2 separate regions of the Sus scrofa genome follow, and region 2 is linked to region 1. A link is a contact called in public Hi-C data. All regions are on one chromosome and are shown on one strand. Each heading gives the region's core, a stretch centred on a gene start, on an enhancer-like site or on the middle of the called end of the contact. The rest is flanking DNA. Distances are from core to core; before and after follow the strand shown. Region 1 has its middle 180 kb from the start of TRIB1. Region 2 has its middle 57 kb from the start of TRIB1.

Region 1 (6,892 bases), core at 456-2,955:
TGAGGCTGAAGGAGCAGGCTGCTGGCTGCCATCCTACATAAACACGCTCCATCACTGTAAATTATTTACGCGCCACATGGAGGCTGGACAGGCTCCTTGATGGGCACGTTAATTAGAAGCCCGAGGATTCTGTCTTGGCCCAGATTCCTGGGGGCTGAGGGGGCGAGGGGAGAGGCAGCGGGGGCCCATTTCCTTCCCCTCAGCATCCCCCTGATTGGAACCCTGCAGTGAGTCCCGTCCTCTCCGGGAACAGGCTGAACTCCAGAGCTCAGCGCTGCAGGCCTCTCTGCAGAGTCGATGCCCTGTTCCCACGTCCAGACCTCCGAGTCTTGTGTCCTCCCTCTGCGGGCCTCCTTCTGCGGGCCTCCCTCCCACCTACCGACAGTGTGGACTTGCTTCTTCCTTGTACCCCCAGCGCTGCACATCCAGCGTAGCCTCCAGTCTGATTTCAGACCCCACCTGCGTCACTTGCAGAGAGGCGGTGTGTTTCCTCAAGTAGAACTAGAGACAGTGACCGCGTCTCTGTGAGGAGGATTGAACACAGAGCCAGTTTTACCCAGCGCTTCCCATTCACAAATCCCACCGGGATTTAGTGTTATCACCATCGTCATCATTAGGACAGGACTAATTCCCTCTGTTGCAGTCACTTCCATCCTAAGCCTTGCTCTTACTAGACTCTGCCCTACTGGAGTGCAGCGGCCACTGCGCTGGGTTAAAAAACAAAATTCAGGGAGTTCCCGTCATGGCTCAGTGGGTTAAGAACCTGACTAGTATCCATGAGGATTTGGGTTCCATCCTTGGCCTTGCTCAGTGGGTTAAGGATCCGGCATTGCCGTGAGCTGCTTGAGTAGGTCACAGATGTGGCTCAGATCCCATGTTGCTGTGGCTGCGGTGTAGGCCTGCAGCTGCGGCTCCAATTTGACCCCTAGCCCAGGAACTTCCATGTGCTGCAGGTGCGACACTAAAAAGAAAGAAAAAAAAGGAACGAAAAAATGGAGTTTCTGCTGTGGTGCAGTAGGTCCTACTGCAGCAGCTTGGGTCACTGCAGAGCGGCTAGTTTGATCCCTGGGCCGGGAACTTCCATATGCCATGGGTGCAGCCATAAAAAACTAAAAACAAAACCCCCCAAACTTCAACTGAGTAAATGTGAAGATCTAATTGGCTTTATTCAACAATTCATGATCCGTCCGGAAAACTCTCCCCATCCTACAAGGTTCGATTCATGCTGACTCTCCTAGGAAGCTCATCTCATTACTCTGTTACTGCACATTGCTCCTTACTTCTCAAGCACTAGCCATAGTCCTTACGAATGAAAGAGGAATGGATATTTTTTGAATACCTACTATGTGCCAGGCACTGGACTCTTCTATTTGATAACCACTGTTTAATGTTCCCAGGGCTCCAGGGGTGTCCGTATTATTTGCCTCATTTTGAAGACTAGGCTCCAAGAAGGCAAATGCCTTTGCCCAAGGTCACTGGCCAGGAAGTGGTGGAACTGGACTTAGAATCCAGGGCCTGAAGTTTTCATGGCACCGGGGAGAGGCCAACTAGGGAAGAAAGGAAATGGAATGATTCGTTTACTGCCCCAGGCATTTTCAGCAACAAGTCAGTCATTTCCCTAATTCCCAGTCTGTTGTTGGTGCAGAGACTTGGCAGTTGGAACCAAGCTGAAAAAAAAAAACAATTCTCTTTTTAACTCAGTAGCACCACCTGCAGGATCTGAGGGAACACTGCAAAAATGATCAGGGGCTACAGGGCTCCTCTCTGGGGGAAGGGTTCCAGGAGAAGGGACCTGAGACACCATCTGATACCCTTCAATCTTAAGAAGGAGCAATTTGAGATCCAGACAGGTACTGACTCAAAGTCACAATGTTAGTGATGTCAGATCTGAAGCTGTATCTCTTCTGACTCCTGGTTTAGTACCTTCCCCCACCTTCATTCTCATTCTCTCTGTCTCTTGCTCATTCTCTGTCATTCAATAAACATTAACTGAGCACTCAATACGTCTTCAGCATATTCCTTCTTGGGGGATATGAGTACTGATAACTAAAATGTGCCATTTAGGATTAATGTTTAGTTTTTGATTAATTGCCATAACAACATAACTTTGTCATTACAACCAAGACATTACTGTGTATCAGGCAGTGGGCTAAGGTGTGATCTCAGTGGGCCCTCCCAGATGAGGAAACCTAGGCTTAGAGAGGTTTGGGAATATGGTTCAGCAGTTGTGGAGCAGGGATTCAAACTCAGATCCTTCTGACTTCGGACCCAGAGATCTTAATCACTATGTTATATCTACCCTTTAAAATATCTAAGGTTATTTCACACGGGCCGGCCGGTTAGTTCAGTTGGTTACAGCATGGTGCTAATAAAGTATCTAAGGTTATTTCAAGAACAATCCACACTCTAATTAGGATGCTGCTCCTATTTAAAGTAATTGCTTACTTCCTGTCTAAGTGGGGTGCTGACTCTCCTTTCACATTCATTGCTTCTGAAATCCCTAGGAGTTTCTAGTGAGATTCTACTCCATACTAGGCACTGTGCTGGGTGCCAGGGACGCAGAAGTCACAGGAACTCACCTAGGAGCTTGTGGCCTCCTTGTAAGTGTCAGCCTTAAATCATGGCCATCCGCAAGATGTTCTGGCAGAAGTGGGACCCAACTCAGGGGGCGCCATTCACACTACAGCTGGTGGAAATTATCCCCCCTCCAAGTGGGGGCATGGCGGGCATGGTGCTGCCCGTGTGAATGACCCGGTGGGATGTGCCAGTTGGAACAAGGGACAGGAGCATGGGTGGGGGATGGGGAAGAGTCACTTCCGACTCTGCAGGGTAGGGAAGCTTCATGAAGAGTTCTGGAGCATGACTGCTGCCAGAGCTGTACAGACTTTGATTTCCTCTTCTCTTCAGCTGGGAGGTAGGGTTAAGTTTTGAGGAACTACAGCTCTGTGTTTCGACCTGCAGAACAGAAAGTGTATTTCGGTTTCTTTTTCTGCATTCACTCCCAAATTGCATTTTGGTTTAAGTTCCCAGGAAATTTGTCCTCATTCTCATTTTGGGGTAGATGAGTAGTTCCTCTCTATGGGGATGCTTGGTTGCTAAAATTGGAGCTCACCGATGGCAAGTGGCATGTCTAAAACCAGAGATCAAGTTTGGGCCACCATGCAGCTGTTGAAGGAATTCTTGCCCCAAACCACAGGAGACTGAACCCACGGCGGCCCCAGAGAACGGAGCATTCACCCCCAGAGAACGCATCCCCTCTGCGTCTTCCCTCTCTCCTCACCTTCTAAGAGCACTTCCCATGGGTACCTGTGAGTTTTACCTCGTTGCACTTATAGTAGAAAAGTAAAAGAGGTTTTGTTTTTTTGTTTTTTTTTCATTTTTCCAAATGTAAAATGATCTCATAATAATGCCTGTACTTTGAAGATGCTGATTCAGACCCCACGGCGACAACTGCAGGCCTGAGGTGGGCCAGTGACTAGGGGAGTGCCAACAGTGCAAAGGTTTGAAGGGCAAAAACAACAACGAAACCCCCCCAAAACAAAACAAAACAAAACAAAACAAAAAACCCTGCTTCCAGCCTTCCAGGGGAGTCTGCTCTGCTGTTGGCCCTGCAGCCACAGGAGTGACCACTGTGGGAGAGTCTGGCTGTGATGAGAGAGGAGTGATGGAGGCAGGGTGGTTCCCCCCGCCAGCACCCCCTTAATGGTAAAGCAAGGAGATGGGGAGGCTCTTCTGTTCTGCCCTGGGAAAGAGAGGCTGATCCGCCTCTGGATTTCACATTAACTGGGAGAAGGAAGTTTCCTTCTTTCCCTGGTTGTGGGCTAAACAGCCAGTCTGGGACCATAATCAGCCAAGATAACTTTGTTTCTACGGGAAAATGAGTACAAAGATCCAAACAACTGTCTTAGAAATCAACTGTTAGGAGTTCCCATTGTGGCTCAGTGAGTTAAGGACCTGATGCTGTCTTTGAGGATTAGAGTTTGATCCCTGGCCTTGCTCAGTGGGTTAAGGATCTGGCATTGCTGCAAGCTGCGGCATAAGTCACAGATGAGGCTCAGATCCCATGGTGCTGAGGCTGTGGTGTCGGCCGCAGCTGTAGCTCTGATTTGACCCCTAGCCGGGGAACTTCTGTGTGCGGCAGGTGCAGCTGTAAAAACAAACAAACAAAAAAAATCAACTACTGGAATACATCCCTTTGTTAAGTTGAAGTGCTAGTCATCCTTGTAAAGTTAATGCTGCGAAAAGGCTATGACCTGGGAATTCAGATGCCTGGGCTTCAGGCTGCCCCTAGCTAGAGGATTTGGGGCAAGTCACATTCTTTTCCTCTTCAAGGCCTCACTTGTGGAATGAGGGGTCAGGCCAGATGGATTCCCATGGTCTTCCAGAGTCTGAGTCTTTGGGATTCTGAGTCTCTTTGTGATGAGACTCATTTCTAGAGTCTTACTGCATTGCTGTAAGTAGACTGCTTCTTTGGCCCAGGGCTGGTTGGCTCCAGATCCCTTTGTCACTCTTGTGTCCACTGGTTTCTGGCTTGGTCCAGTCAATGGGAGGCAATGGACCACTTTGGAAGGGCATCAGGAAGGGAAAAACCAGGGTCCTTCTCCCCGCTGCCTTCAGAAGTGTCAGCAGACGGAGTTCCCGTCGTGGCGCAGTGGTTAACGAATCCGACTAGGAACCATGAGGTTGCGGGTTCGGTCCCTGCCCTTGCTCAGTGGGTTAACGATCCAGCGTTGCCGTGAGCTGTGGTGTAGGTTGCAGACGCGGCTCAGATCCTGCGTTGCTGTGGCTCTGGCGTAGGCCGGTGGCTACATCTCCGATTCAACCCCTGGCCTGGGAACCTCCATATGCCGCGGGAGCGGCCCAAAAAATAGCAACAACAACAACAACAACAACAAAAGACAAAAAAAGACAAAAGACAAAAAAAAAAAAAAAAAAAAAAAGAAGTATCAGCAGAGGTATTATTCCCTTGGTTCTGGCTCCCACCATGGTTCCAGCGTCCCGTAGGTTGACCTCAAGCCCTAGGTTCCTATGATCCCGCCTCCTCCTCCTCTCCAGCTGAGGGATTTCCTGTGATGATTAATCTCTGGGTCACCCATTATTTCCTGGTGGGCTTTCCAGCCCTTTTATCCCCTGTGTAACTCATTTGCCATTTAATTTCTCCCTGTTCCAAATACTTAGGGTGGTTTCTGTTCTCTCGGGTGGACTTTGATTGAGACATTCAAACTTTTGTTGGCTTTACCTTATAAGAGCCAGCAATAAAGCTGATGCTGATAATGTGGATGATTATAACCTCTTACCTGGGAATATAATCTTACATGTTAAAAAGCTTTCACTCGGGTTCTATAATCTGAGTCTCATAATGACAGTGTGACGTAAGAAAGGCATTTATCATTAATTCCACTTTACAGAAGAGGAAGTGCTCTCACTGAGCTCACACAGCTGGGGAGTCTTGATAGAGCTGGAACCAGAATGCAAGGCTTTTGATTTCCCATCTAGCCTCTGTCTTTCTGCCTTTCATCTTCATCCCACTCACCCCACTGGAATGGTGGCTTAATGCTGGTCCTTTAGGATGGTGTTTTCTAAAGTGTGGGGCACAAGCCATCAGTCAAGAGTGTGTTAATTATCTCTTGCTGTGTAACAAATGACCCCTACACTTTGTGCTTTAAAACAGCGTCATGCATTATTTTGGAAATGGTCCATGCATTCATCGATGCTTCCTCCACCCCACATTTTCTGCGCTAATTGTTCACCCAGAACATGAGGAGTGGTTCAGCCTAGGAGGGCTTTGAGGTTGTACGTTCCAACGATTTGAGCTGGGGTCTGGCTGTGGTGATCATACCATGCATAGGCTGGTTGATGTTCGTACCAAAGATGCAGCCTTCTGCCCTCGGCAGACCAGGCAAAAAGGCAGCCTCTAACAAGGTCAAGAGGATGAAGCCTAAACTTATTTGTGTTAAACTCATTAAATAGGAGGGACCATGGTGTCTTTCTCTCCATCTATATTCTTCACCCAACATGGCATGTTCAACATCACCCTGGAAGGCAAGGAAGATCCCTGTACTGTAGGAACTTAAAATGCCATTAGGAAGAAAATCATTCTATGTTCCTAAGTTCCCAGGGACCACAGGTTGGGAGCAGGGGCGGGGCCGCCATATCTATCACACCCATCACTTTGTCATTGTCAATAAATATTTAGATTTACCCAATCTCACTTTGTACTAGTCTTATACTCCATGGTCAAGGAGTCCCTGCCAAGTTCTCACCTCAGTTATTTCTGGAAGTCCCAAGAGATAGGTCACATGTACACACGGACTCTGTCCTCTGGCTCCCACATGGTGTTTACTCTTCCCTCTCTCAGCTCCCGCTTTCTGCTCTGATGCTCACAGGAAGCTTTGGGGCCTCTTGCCAAGGCCGGTGTGGCTGCTATCTGTGCCCAGGCTGCTGCTCCCTCCAGCGTCTCTGTGCTGGCCCCAGGAGAATGGCTGTCTCTGTCTGCATCTTGTCTCCAAGACAAGGCCACCTTGCTTCTCAATAGACAAAGCGATTTTACTGGAATAATTCCAATTTTTGTTTTCTTCTGTTTCAGCCTCTCTGCTTGCAGGTTCTGGGTCAAGCTCTGAGGTGTAAAGGGGCATATTGAGAAACTTCTGAGCCCTTGCACTCAAGTTGTTCCTCTGTTGTCTGCACTAGAACAGGGCCTTAATCCTGTTCCCTTAGGGTGATGTTTATTAAAGTATTGGGGACAAACTGCTGGTGTGTTTGTTATCTACTGCTGTGTAACAAATTACTCCTATACTTAGTGGCTTAAAACCACATCATTTAGCATCTCTTGGCTTTTCTGGGTCAGCAATCCAGGAGAGGCTCAGCTGGGTCCTCTGTTCTGGGACTCTCA
Region 2 (6,898 bases), core at 2,143-4,642, 120 kb before region 1:
GGACAGTGTGTCCCAGAGAAATGATAAATTGAGTCAGAAAATGGGATACACACAGATATGCAGGCATGGAAAAACAGACATACAGAAAGAGGTCCCCCAGCCCCCAGATACAGATGCATGACCCACAGTTACAAAGGCAAGGACAGAGACCCCGCCCCTGCCCCTGCCTTGGAGGTTTAGGGAGCGTACGCGGTTCTGAAGGTGTTCTGTGCGTTCTTGTGCGTGAAACCCAGATGTCACTGGGGAACATCCCATCCCATCCCATCAGATCCAGATGAAATTCCTTTAGTCACCTCCAAACCCCAATCCATCTCCTCCATTTTTTTCTGCTTGTGTGCATGCATGTGTGTGTGTGTGTGTGTGTGTGTGTGTGTACATAGGTCACTCTCTACACGTGGATGCTGGGTCACTGTGTAAGAAGTATTTCCAACCCCTGGCTGTGGTTAAGCAAAGTCTGACCCCTGCCATCAAGAGGTCCAGGCACCTCTGGGTCTACCTCTCCAGCCTCTTTGGGTTCTGCCTCCCTTTCTCCAATTTCTGATCCCTGTCTTCTCCCCTCACCCTCATCTCCTTATTGCCTTGCTCACTCCCAAGCCTTTTTTTTTCCTTTCTTTCTTTTTTTTTTTTTTTTTTTTTTTTGGCTTTTTAGTGCTGCAATCGCAGCATATGGAAATTCCCAGGCTAGGGGTCGAATTGGAGCTCTAGCCGCCAGCCTACACCACAGCCACAGCCATACAAGGTCTGAGCCGCATCTGCGACCTACACCACAGCTCATGGCAAAGCTGGATCCTTAACTCACTGAGCGAGGCCAGGGATCAAACCCACATGGTCATGGATACTAGTTGGGTTTGTTACTGTTGAGCCACACGGGAACCCCTCACTCCCAAGTCTTATCATGTCTAAAGCAAAACTTTTCCCTCCTACGGGTCACCTCCCGCTGCCCCATGCCCCCTCCAAATCACCCTGCCTCCCAAGTACCTATCAAAGTATTTACAATCCCCCCACACCCTAAACAAAAGCAGCTCTCTCCAGAGGAATCCTGCTGGAAGCTTTCATTTAAGCACCTTTTCTGTCTTTAATCCATGGATTGAGATTAAAACTGGGCAGGAGCTTTTAACCTGGAGTCTCCAACTCCCCAGCTATTTGCTTAGCTCAGCTTTCAGGAGGGTGAAGCAGGTGCCCTGGAGAGGTGAGATCTTTCTGCCACGAAATGCCAGTCCCCAGTCTCCTGGCCCAAGTGTCTTCAGGCTCTAGGTGTCCTTCTCAGCCTTTTATACAATCTCAGTGAATTTTCAAAACAGTCTTATGAGGAGTTCCCGTCTTGGCGCAGCAGAAAGGAATCAGTCTAGGAAGTATGATGTTTCAGGTTTGATCCCTGGCCTTGCTCAGTGGATTAAGGATCCGGCGTTGCCGTGAGCTGTGGTGTAAAGTCGCAGATGTGGCTCGGATCTGGTGTTGCTGTGGCTCTGGTGTGGCCAGCAGCAACAAATCCAATTTGACCCCTAGCCTGGGAACCTCCATATGCCGCAGGAGTGGCCCTAAAGAAAAAAAAGACAAAAGACCAAAAAAAAAAAAAAAAATCTTACGAGGTAGGTGCGATTATAATCTGGATTTTACAAATGATGCCAGCAAGGCAAAGAAGTTAGGAACTTGCCCAAGATCATGCAACTCAGAAGCCATGGCGCTGGGGTGCTGCCCTAGATCTGTCCTTGGTCCCCAGCCCCTCTCCTCCGGGCTTTCTGTGCCCCCAAGCCAGTTCTCCATCAGCGAAGGGAGCTGCAGGTGGGGTAACAAAATTGCGCTGTAGAGGGTTAGAGGCTCAGGGTCTGGATCTGAAGGGCTGGGCTGTCGAGGGCTGAGATGCTGTGCTCAGGTAGGTCTGTCATCAACGTCCCACCATCCCACCCCGAGGGCAGCAGCAGATCCAGGGCCTTTGAAAGAAGGGGGCTGCGTCTGTGTGCCTGGACTCTTCCTCGGCGCTCCCATTCCTCCACCCCCCACGGAAGTGAGCGAGCCAGCCGCTCAGCCGCTTCAAAGCCCTGGGTGACTGCGGGTGCTCACTCCTGATGAGGGATGTTCCCCGAGAGTCCCTCTCGGCCCCTGGAGGCGTTGCCCAACCCCGTGTTTGTCAAACCATCGACGTGCTCCAGGGTTTTGAAATCAAGTTCTTAAACAGAAGGCTTTTTGTGTGTGCGGTGGTGGTGTTTTCTCTTTTTGTTTTTTCCCAAAGCGGAGGATTTCTTTGCCCTGGGGCGGGAGGAGTGCAGGACCTAGGATGGATAACGAGATTTGTCCTAACTCGGGACATAGAAACGAGACTGGAAGGTCTATCGACCTTTGGGAGTTCTCTTCCCCAAATAACTGCTTGATGGAGGAGGTGATAAAGCGTGGGGGGGGGAAGGTGAGGGACGAGGGGATGGCTGCAGGGTGAACGATGGGAGGGGTGTGGGGGGAGCAGATGATGGAATGAATAGCCTTTCAGCCCCTTGTGGAGGAAAGTTTGTGGCTTAAGGCTGTGCCAGGGTGGGGGTGCTGGGGTTAGGTGGGCAGTTTGGTGTATTGGGGGAAGTGGGGGAGCAAATATATGGATTACTAGCACTAAGAGATGGTGCTGGAGTGGGGCTTGGGGCATGGATGTGTGTTGGCTGTATTTTTTTTTTTTTTTTTTTAGGGCCACACCTGTAGCATATGGACCTTCCCAGGCTAGGGGTCAAACCAGAGCTGCAGTTACCCGCCTACACCACAGCCACAGCAACACCAGATCCTTAACCCACAGAGCGGGGTCAGGGATCAAACCCATGTCCTCATGGATCCTGGTGGGTTTGTTACCACTGAGCCACAACGGGAACTCCTGGATGTGGGTTGGTTGGAGTGTTGGATTGTGGCTTGAATAACGCATTAAGAGTAACAGAAGACTAAGGCAAAGTGGCTTAAAGAATGAGGGGACTCTTTTTCTCACAAAACAAGAAGTCTGGGAGTTCCCTTCGTGGCTCAGCGGAAACGAATCTGACTAGCATCCATGAGGATGCAGGTTCGATCCTTGGCCTTGCTCAGTGGGTTAAGGATCCGGCATTGCTGTGTGCTGTGGTGTAGGTAGCAGATATGGCTTGGATCCCCCATTGCTGTGGCTGTGGTGTAGACCAGCAGCTGTAGCTCTGATTACATGTGCTGTGGGTGTGGCCCTAAAAAGCAAAATAAAGAAAGAAAGAAAGGACACAATGAACTTCAAAACAAAACAAAACAAGAAGTCTGGAGGCAGGCAGGTCCGACTCAACAGTGTCATCCAGATCCAGGCTTTTTTTTTAATCTTTGTGCTCTGCCATCTTGGTGTGTTGACTTTCAGCCTTCTGGTTGCGAGATGGGCATCGTGCCCATCGGCCAGGCAGGAGGAAGCAGCAGGAGATGACACCAGCTGGGGCTGTTTACTTTTTATTGGGAAAGTCATAAACTTTCCCAGATGCCTCCCTGCTGCCCAGCACATTTCTGCTTATAGTTCACCCGTCACAATGGTGCCATCTGGTAACCCCTTAATTGCAAGGGAGATAGGGCAGTTGAATATTTGGTTTTCCCACCTTTCTGCCAAAGGAGGACCTGGGCAAAGGAGGTGGGGGTGAATCCACCAGACTCTAGGGCTGCCCCAAATGAGAGACTGAAGTGCACGTGGGTGGGTTGCAGGGTCGGTGAGAAGGTCGTTGGGAAGCTGGTCCAGCAGAAAGGACACGGCCATTTGATTCAAGCAGCATGCGGTCTGGCTCTGCAGGCCATGCCGTTCTTGGCAAGCTGCTTACTTCCCTAAGCTTCGGTTTTCATGTGTGTCCGCTGCTTCCTTGAGGGACACATGCACTGCTGGGTGAAAACGCCCAGCCCAGGACCCATGGCTTAGTCGGTGCCCAGCCAAGGGGATTTTTGTTATTACTGTGAATGCGTGTGGGGAGCCAGGCGGGGAGGGATGTTCAGAGTCTGCTCTCCCAGCCCTGTCTGATCCCAAACTTGCTCTAGTATAACCTTCACGTCTCAGGTCCCTCCGTCTTGGCAGAGCTTCTCAAAAGAGCTTGTGGGGAAGAGGGTGGCATGCAGCCCCTCCAGGGAGAGGTCCATGGAGGAGGCAGCCAGAAGGATGGGGGTGTGGGAGTAGGGGGCTGGACAGACCCTTCCTTAAGGAGTGGGTGTGAGGCAGGATGTCTAGCACTTTCCTCTTGCTTCCAGCCAAGAACCCTAGAAGGTGAATGTTATCAGCTTCGTTCTCCACACCAGGAGGCTGAGGCTCAGAGAGGGGAAGTGCGGTGTCCGGGATGCTCCAGTGTTGGGCTGTATGTGGGGCATCCTGCGGGGTGGAGGTGAGGTGGGATTCAGCCGGGGCTGAGGCCTCCTGGTGTGGGTGGGTGTGGGAGCCTCTGAGTGTGAGAAGGCGGCCTCCCAGCTTCCCAGCAGCAGGACAGGAAGAGACTGAAGGGCACTGCGGTGATGAAACCTTTGTGACTCATTTCTACCTGGCTCACTGGCTTTTCCACCTGAGCGCCCTGGAGGCCAAGCAGCTCTGCCAATGGGGGAGGGGGAGGGGCTCATACTGACTTTCTAAGGCCTCCCCTCCGACTGTGCTGGTAGCTTTGGGGGCTTTTGTCCTTGGGCCTTTGCCTGTGTCCTTCCAGCTCTCAGCTAGCCTTCCCTTCTGCCCACTGATGACTGCTTTCACATATGTGGCCCAAATCTTGCCTCCTCCAGGAAGCCTTCTCTGATTGCCCCCACCCATCACACACACCTGCTGCCCAACAGCATTGAAAAGGCACTTACCTTCCGCAGGTGGGTCTAGCTTCACCTAATATGAAAGTACAGATGCTCAGAGCCGATAAATTAGGGGGCATATCTTCATTTTACAAAAGATCCAGTACTTCCCTTTGTCAAATATTAATCACACATTAGAAAATGATTTGATGTGAAGCCCCCACCATGGTGCAGTAGGTTAAGGATCCTACCACCACAGTGGCTCAGGTTGCTGTGGGTTTGATCCCTAGTCCAGCATTGTGCATCAATGGATCCTGCATTGCCACAGCTGTGGCATAAGTATGGCCATAAAATTAAAAAAGAAGAAAAAGAAAATGAGATGATGTGTGGGAAATTAGATTTATGCCCAGACCACTGTTAAGGCCTACAAGGAAGGGCATTTGTGTTCAGATTCAATCATTTACAAGTTTTATTTTATTTTTTATTTTGTATTTTTTTTGCCATTTCTAGGGCTGCTCCGCGGCATATGGAGGTTCCCAGGCTAGGGGTTGAATCGGAGCTGTAGCCACCGGCCTACACCAGAGCCACAGCAACGTGGGATCCGAGCCGCGTATGCAACCTACACCACAGCTCATGGCAATGCCAGATCCTTAACCCACTGAGCAAGGCCAGGGGTCGAACCCACAACCTCATGGTTCCTAGTCAGATTCATTAACCACTGAGCCTTGATGGGAACTCCATCACATGTTTTATTTTTTAAAAAACCAGTTGAATTCACGTCCCCTCACCCTTGCTTCTTTTGATAGGAAAAACAACATAAAAATAACACTGTAAAGAATTCCTTTTTTGGAAAAAAGAGAAAAAAACCTTTCCACTCGTAAACCCTTTTATTTTTGAACCTTCCAGACCCCGTTCACATGCATGGCGACTTAAATAGCTGCCACCTTGGAACTTTTACTTGCCTGCTGGGCTGTGAGCTTCCTGAAAGGAAGCAGAGCCCGTTTACCTGGCAGCCAGTAGAGTGCAGGCTGGCGGCAGACACTGGATATAAAAATTATTGTTACTGTCTCTTCGAGCCTGGTTGAGTCAGAATTTGAGGTCACTGCCCTCATTTGGCAAGTTGGGGCAGCCCCCTCCCTCATTTGATCCTCGGGACAATCTTGCAGGGTAGGTATTATTCCCTTCATTTTACAGAAAAGGGAAGCAAGCGACCTGCCCTCTGTTACAGAATTACAAAGTGGCCGAGCTGGGATTTGAACCTAGTACCTCTGAGTATACAGCTCATAGTTTTTTCCTTGCACTAGAGTTTTTCAACCTCAGCACTGTTCACATTTTGAGCTGATGTCCCTCATTGTGGGGGGCTGTTCTGTGCACTGTAGAACATTGAGCAGCATCCCCAGTATCCACCCACCAGATGCCAGCAGCACTGTCTGCCCGTCCCTGCAACTGTGACAACACAGCAGGTTTCCAGACTTTGGCAAACGTCCTCCAGGACCAGGAACCACTGCACTACAGTAAAGACTAGCAGACCGTGCTGCCCGTTTCTTTGATGTCCTTTGCCAGGGTGGAGGGCGGCGTATGCAGTCGGTGCCAATCCACGTGGCTGCCTGCCAGGGCCCCTTGCTTTCTGGGTTTGTGGTTGTCCAGAGGCAGGTCTAGGCTGTGTAAGAGGCTCAGAAATGAGGACTTGTGTCCAGTCTCTGGCTCAGTCCACGGGTGGTCGCAGCATCTCCTGGAACCTCTCCAAGAATTTGGGATTTGCCTGTCCCTGGCTCCACCCAGATGTGTTTGAGCGACTCACATCCATGGGGTGTGGCCTTGGCTGCTATTGGCACTCTCGAGATTAGGAGGAGTCACCCCTTCCTTACCCCTGTTCCATGGCTTAAGCTTTGGTGAGCAGAACATGGCTGGATTCCTGCCTCCATTCACCCTCTCAGATATTCTTGCAGAGTCCACAACCTGTACAACCTTTCACAGCAGTCCAGCATAGAATGTTTTTCCGACATTCTTTCTCTTCCCCCACCCCAAGAAGGCAGGACCTTGATAATGGAAGCTCATAGATGAAGCCTAAACCTGCTTGTAGACCTAAGACTTTTCCTCCCCTTGCTTTGCCCTAGACTTACGCCATTATTCACTCAACACACACATTAAGCATCTACTTTGTGCAACCACACAT

The links. A called contact is a pair of places that touch in the nucleus more often than the background predicts.
Region 2: a Hi-C map of liver shows a contact between it and region 1, with 3 times the contacts expected there. The contact joins two enhancer-like sites. A contact is called at or near these places in 6 of 47 Hi-C or Micro-C datasets (blood, liver, retroperitoneal adipose tissue and 1 more) and 2 of 2 datasets of contacts at active chromatin or transcription factors (alveolar macrophages and skeletal muscle).

The regions. Positions count from the first base shown.
Region 1 is chr4:14,112,399-14,119,290 of Sscrofa11.1, reverse strand. No RefSeq gene overlaps it. Among named protein-coding and RNA genes, the nearest start is that of TRIB1, 180 kb to the left of the region's middle. Within about 2 kb of position 1,705, at least 27 of the 83 cell types and tissues checked have an H3K27ac peak or open chromatin away from gene starts, as enhancers often do. A contact at or near this core is called in alveolar macrophages and liver, where this site is marked.
Region 2 is chr4:14,237,670-14,244,567 of Sscrofa11.1, reverse strand. No RefSeq gene overlaps it. Among named protein-coding and RNA genes, the nearest start is that of TRIB1, 57 kb to the left of the region's middle. Within about 2 kb of position 3,392, at least 15 of the 83 cell types and tissues checked have an H3K27ac peak or open chromatin away from gene starts, as enhancers often do. A contact at or near this core is called in alveolar macrophages and liver, where this site is marked.